Linked DNA regions of Mus musculus: region 2 is linked to region 1. Evidence: chromatin contacts called from public promoter capture Hi-C data. All regions are on one chromosome and are shown on one strand. The core of a region is the stretch at or near the end of the contact, and the rest is flanking DNA. Distances in the headings are between cores, read along the strand shown. Region 1 holds the start of Impdh2 (inosine monophosphate dehydrogenase 2). Region 2 holds the start of Tma7 (translational machinery associated 7).

Evidence for each region. Promoter capture Hi-C pulls out the DNA fragments that hold promoters and counts their contacts.
Region 2: a contact with region 1 is called in a promoter capture Hi-C map of erythroid cells, with 4 times the contacts expected there. The contact joins the promoter of Tma7 here to the promoter of Impdh2 in region 1. A contact is called at or near these places in 2 of 39 promoter capture datasets (erythroid cells and pre-B cells), 1 of 484 Hi-C or Micro-C datasets (rod photoreceptor) and 3 of 115 datasets of contacts at active chromatin or transcription factors (embryonic forebrain, memory CD8 T cells and pancreatic cancer cells).

What each region holds. Positions count from the first base shown.
Region 1 is chr9:108,558,898-108,561,921 of GRCm38.p6, reverse strand. It overlaps Impdh2 (inosine monophosphate dehydrogenase 2), which reads right to left and starts at 1,486. Exons shown (of 14, transcript NM_011830.5): 1 at 1,291-1,486; 2 at 840-888; 3 at 224-325; 4 at 65-139. The coding sequence starts at 1,388. It overlaps Qrich1 (glutamine-rich 1), which reads right to left. Exons shown (of 10, transcript NM_175143.5): 10 at 1,755-2,676. The coding sequence ends at 2,484.
Region 2 is chr9:109,080,955-109,084,253 of GRCm38.p6, reverse strand. Tma7 (translational machinery associated 7) reads left to right here and starts at 1,873. Exons shown (of 4, transcript NM_183250.2): 1 at 1,873-1,927; 2 at 2,028-2,083; 3 at 2,165-2,252. The coding sequence starts at 1,912. It overlaps Ccdc51 (coiled-coil domain containing 51), which reads right to left and starts at 1,758. Exons shown (of 4, transcript NM_025689.4): 1 at 1,687-1,758.

The sequences.
Region 1 (3,024 bases), core at 237-2,736:
CTCCACTTCCACCCCACGCCTCTAATTCCCAGCAACTCTTGGCCATGATGCTTGGCCTTCTAACCTTCACTTTCCGAACTTCATTGGCCTGGAATTCAGGTGTGCAGTTGTGGTGGATGAAACCAATACCTCCTGTAAGCTACAAGACGAACACACAAGTAAGTGATAAAACAGAAACACAATCTTTGGCTATAAGATGGCACCCATGGCGCTCAAGCCTTACCGCCATCGCGATGGCCATTCCAGCCTCTGTGACAGTGTCCATGGGTGAGGAAACCAATGGGGTCTTTAGTGTAATCTTCTTAGTTAGAGCAGACGTCAAGTCCTGAGGAGAAAAAGGACCAGCAAAGGAAAATACAGCTTATTCCTCAGGGTCCATCCCAGGAGCCCTGGGTGAGCTGCCATGTTCACCACAAAGCCTAGCCTGGTGCAGTAAGCTCACAGTAACGAACAGCAGCATCTTACCCCTCCTAGATATTTACCAATCCAGTTCCTAGAGTGGGTACAGGGGCACATGCCTACTGTAATAACAGTACCCACTCAGAAACAAGACTGAGCGTTGACACTAATAATTAGGGTCAACAAAACCACTTCTGGAACAGCCAAAGTAATGTAGGCAGGCTGTCTCAAAAACAAAATAGAGCCAGGCAGAAGTAGCGCACGCCTTTAATCCCAGCACTTGGGAGGCAGAGGCAGGCGGATTTCTGAGTTCAAGGCCAGCCTGGTCTACAGAGTGAGTTCCAGGACAGCCAGGGCTATACAGAGAAACCCTGTCTCAGAAAAAAAAAAAAAAAAAAAAGGAACCCCCCAAACCAAAAATCCAGTGCCTTATTACTCACCACCTGATCTGCAGTGAAGTCGATATACCCAGGAAGAATGAGAAAATCACTGTAGGAGGGAAATAAGCAGGTCTCTCAGGCTTGTGACACCAAGAAACTTCAACTCCATATATCATCCCATAAAACTCTTGAGCAGGGAGTTGTACCAGCAAGTGTGACACAGGCAAAATGTCACTGGGTGGATGCCACCGAGGTGTCATTAGTGCACGCTAACATATTCCACATATCCAGAGAACTGTGTCTCACGACTCAAGTATTAAATACTATTGAAATCACCCTCTAAACCCCTGCCCCTGCTTCACATATGTCGAAGTTAGTCTTCGGCGATAAGGAATTCCCGGATTCTGTTCCCCATCCGCTCCCACCAGTTTCAATGAAGCCCTCCCTCATCCGGCCTTCTCGCCAGCGTGCGGCCCCTCGCCTCGCCCCGATGGGTGCCCTAGACCCGCACTTGTAGGTGAGGCCGTCCCCGCAGTTGAAGAGCTGCTGCGCTGTGAGCCCGTCGTCCGGCACGTAAGAGGTGCCTCCGCTAATCAGGTAGTCCGCCATGACCACGGAGGAAGACAGACGCGTGGCTCCGAGAACCGCGCCGCTCCGAGGACCGCGCCGCAGAGGCCTCTGCCGTCCGGACCGCGCCAATATAAACTAGATTATTCCGTCACACGTTGCGTGCGTCGATGACGCCAGGCGTAGGGCGTGCGTACTGAGGGCCACGCCCCGTATAGAGGCGGAGCTGGCAGAGCTGGGTAACCACGTGCTTATCGAGCTCACAGGCCCAAGGCCAAAGGCCTGTTTCCTGTCCCACCCCTCCCCGCATCCCACCACAGCAGGATCCAGGCCCATTCAATTAAGTTTTGTTTCCACTCCCCCGCCCCCGCAGAGCTCCTCCCCCAAATAAAGACACGTTCTCCAGTAGCTTGTTGAAAAGACGTGCTTGTCATTCTTAATAAACAACTAGAATAAGAATACATAAGAGAAAGAGTGGTATCTTTATATGATACACAAGTGTATGTTACAAGAATTCCATCAGGCACAGGAGCCTCATTTTTAAGGCCTCAATGTTAGGCCAAAAAAAAAAAAAAGCGCATGGTAAAGTTTTTACTTTAACTTTTATGTCACTTGTCATAAAGAAGGGTGTAATAGAAATTGTCTGGATAAAAATCATAATTGAAGTTCCCCTTATTCTTCTTCCATCAAGATGTTAAGTTTATGTCTGAGCATTACAAAAAAAAAAAACAAAAAACAAAAAACAAATGTGGCTCTGAGTGGTCAGTAAAGTTTGCCGATTCCGAGTGACAGGCTGATGCATCAGCAGCTCCATCTTCCCTGAGGAAGGGAAGGGTCTGTATCTCTCCATACAGTCCAAGTTCCTTTCCCCACGCCCCAGACAAAAGAAAAAAAGAGAAAAGAAAAAGCCAACCACTTCCTAGGACACCAGGTTCTCAGAAAACCCAGATCCCTATGAACCAGGGGTCTGCCCATTTTATGAAGATGCAAAGAGGGCAATATCGTCTTTTACATTTTGAACAGAAGTAGCCTGAAAAGCATCATAACTACAAATTAAAAAAAAATGTGGAGGCCTCTCCTTTAGTGTGAAAGTCTGTCTGGTTTTTCCTGGATCTTTTTTCCTATAGCTGAGGCACCTCAGTGCATGGTGGTTGCATTGGCCACGGCAATGGCTTCTTGGATTTCTCGTATAACCAGGATCCGGGTCAGCATCTGTCCCATCTGTTCTCTGCTGATAGGCTGGACTGAGTACCAGATTGGGCTGTTGGGAGCTACAACTGGCTCAGGTGTCAGGTAAAAGGTGTCATTTCGGCCTTTCACACTCTGAGGGCTGAAGAAGAATTTCAGTAAGTAATAGCATAATTCTAACCCTTCCTGTTTGAGCCTCCCAAACAATTTCAGGTTGAACTACTTAAATCTATCTATATCCCATTGGCAGCAGATAAGCATCTAGAAGACCTAGCTCCAGCTGTTTACCCACATTGTTTTTAACTCAGCAGCAAAGGCCAATAACCACCTTCTCTGGGCTCAGTACCTCTTCAGTACTCAGTACCTCTTCAGTACTCAGCGTGCTCCAACAGTCTCACAGCCATTCCCTCATCCACTCAAAATTTAAGGAACATGTGTCAGCTTTATATTAGGTACAGATGTTAATTAAGTGGGCAGGGTTCCTGACATG
Region 2 (3,299 bases), core at 624-3,123, 520 kb before region 1:
GAGGAAAGTGAAAAGACTCCGCCTGCTCCATAAGGTGCTCAGACCTGCAATCCCTACACTTGGGAGGCTGGGCAGGAAGACGTCTACAGCGTGAGTCTCTATTTCAAACCCAGAAAGAGTGGGAGGAAATGCTTCCATAGTTGGTTGTAGTAATATTTGTATAATCTTTGATGTATTAGAATCACTGAATTATATAAATTAAATAGCTAAGCTATATAGTAAGCTTTATATCAGTAAACCTGTTATTAAAAAAAATAATAACTGGGCTGGAGAGATGGTTCAGAGGCTAAGAGGGCATATAAATTAGTTTGACTCCTAGCACTTAGCCACACTAGGCAAGTCACAACTACCTGTAACTCCTGCTCTGGGGTACCCGATGGCTCTGGCCTCTGGGGTCTTTCTTTCACTCTCTCATATACACATACATTCACACACTCATAACTAGATTTTTCCCTCAAAAACTGGGCATATAGTTCAATTATACAGCACTTACCTAACATGAGTGAGGCCCTAGGTTCAAGCCTTTATTGCACACATTCATTCAAGCAAGCAAACACACACACACACACACACACACACACACACACACCCCTCCGTCACTTCTTCAGCTGAAGCATCTCTTCAGGATTTTATATTATCTAACTGTATCACTGCTTGAAACGTAATAGTAATCCATCTTTCCTGCTACTGTGGTTAATGGGAACTCAGGTACAAATGCTAGGCTGACAAACTCACATCACCCTAATTAATCCCTCTTGTTTTCTCTCCTAACTCAAATCCAATCTATTAGCAAAATCCTGCTGACTTTCTAAGCCTAGGAGTCTCCCCAACCCCCATCTCTGTCAGGTATACAAAGTGGTCTCGCTGGCTAGCATGCCATGGCTGGACTACCCCTCACTCATCTCCATTCCATCTCAACAGCCTTCAACAGTCCCGCAGTTTCTTCAGGGCAAAAGTCAACGCCTTCTCCACAGCTTCAGGGGATCTGACTCTCATTGTCTCTCCATTTTCGACTGCTTTCTCACTCCTTCCAATCATATGAAGGACTGGAACACACAAGGCCGTCTTCCACTCAGGGCCTTGGCACTGCCTAGCTCTTCCCTGTTCACAGTTGTCTCCCTGGCCTTCCTAAAGTCCTGCTCAGAGAGCCCCTGGAGAAGTCTTTTTTAACTACCCTAGCAAAAATGACATCCCACCAAGGGAGCATTCCTTAACCACTTTCTCTGCTTTTTTTTTTTTTCCTCCCCACACAGGTCACATAAGGTGTGATGCGTATTTTACTTATTTGCTCTGCGGTAGGTTTGTCTTGCTACAATGTCAGCGTTCCTCAAGCCTCAGTCCAGAATACAATGTATCTATACAAAGTACATACTCAAAAAAACGAACTAGAAGAAAGAATTTGCAAACACTTGCACTCATTGTTTCAATAAGTCCGAACTTTTTCCCGCGGCTTCTGAAGCTGAGGACTGGGTGATAATTGGCCACTACCCACTTCTGCCATCTCCTATCCCATCTCGTGCCCGCCACTTGAGCTTTCCTCGGTTCCGGAAAGGCACTTGCATGTACCCTCCCCTCCACCTGCAATGCTTTCTTTCTGTGCCGGATTACAAGCTTTATAGGCAGACACCATCCCCCACTCCCACGGTTTCGGATAAACCCAGGCAGAAGGAGCCTTCCGCCCCGTACCTGAATTGCCTAAGCCTATTAGGCTCCAGCAGAAAGCCCCGCGTCTGCCACTCAATTGACCCCTGACCGGTCAGCACCCGCCCCTGAAGGCATCCTTTAAAATACGTGAGGGTGACTTCCTGCCTAGCAGCCAATCAGGGGCCACGCATAGGTGCGGCATAAGCGAAGGCTGTAAGTCCTGTTTCCGGCATACGATCAGGGGCTGGTGAAGGGGCTGGAGGCGCCATGTCGGGCCGGGAAGGTAAGGCTATTTGGAGATCGGGGGTGGGACGGATGGATGGGGAACCATGGGAGGGCGATCGATGGCGGGGATGGGCCGAGCATGCTCGTGTCGCCCACAGGTGGCAAAAAGAAGCCCCTGAAACAGCCCAAGAAGCAGGCCAAGGAGATGGACGAGGTGAGGACGGGAGCGGAGGCCGGGCGGGCGCTGAGGGTATGGGCGACTGGACTGGAGTGAACCTGCTTTGCCTCTCTGCAGGAAGATAAGGCTTTCAAGCAGAAACAAAAGGAGGAACAGAAGAAACTCGAAGAGCTAAAAGCCAAGGCCGCCGGGAAGGGCCCCCTGGGTAAGTGAAGATCGAGCTATTGTAGGTATACTAGGGCAGGACAGGTCTGTTCCGGGGGTCGTTGGTGAACTACTGGGTCTGGTGTACACTCTGGCCAAGCCCCCTGCCTTGGGTTTGTGCAGTTCGAAGAGGGCGGGAGTGGAAACGTTGCCTCTCAAGACAGTCATGGGCTTCCAGTTCATGGAGAAGCTACAGAAGTGGAAACACCAACATGTACGCCGCACAGACACATATAGCTAAGTTTCTGAGTATCCTCCTGTTTCTGGTTACAAACTAGCAATTCACTTTATAGGTTGTTAACCTTAGAACATAGGACTTTTTTTACTTGCTGGTCGTGTTATCAGTAATGATACTGAGTCGTGCTATCTAGACTAGAGGATAAAAGTCCAGGCTCCTTAGCATGTATTTCGCTCTGGGTACTATTTTGTTTTGTGGCTATGCTGGGGAGCACACTCATTTGTGCAAAGCAAACCCTCCCTCTTGAGCTGTAGCCTACGCTCCATGCTCTCTCTGTGCCTTGCCCACGATTTTTTCTCTTGAGAGTGAATCACAGGTCCAGGAGTCCTAATATCTCATTAAGAAAAGTTTTAATTTTTGTATTTAAGCATATAGGTGTTTTTTATGCATGCATATCTGTGTACCATGTGTGTGCAGTGCCCTGGAAGACCAGACAAAGGTCTCCTGGGACTGTAGTTACAGACAGTTGTGAACTGGGAATTGAACCCAGATCCCCTGGAAGAGCAGCCAGTACTCTTAAATGCTGAGCCATCTCTCTAACCTTTGTTGTTGTTTTTTAAATTGATAGACAAGTTCTCTACCATTTGGGCAGTGGTGGCTCACATCTTTAATCCCAGCACTTGGGAGGCAGAGGCAGGGGGATTTCTGAGTTCGAGGACAGCCAGGGCTACACAGAGAAACCCTGCCAAAAAAAAGTTTCTGAGGCTGGCCTTGAATTTTAGATTCTCCTGCCTTCACCTAGATAGCCAAGATTAGAGTCTGTGCAACCAGCCTGACTTTGTGTGCATTGTAAAAGCACTATTTTGCATT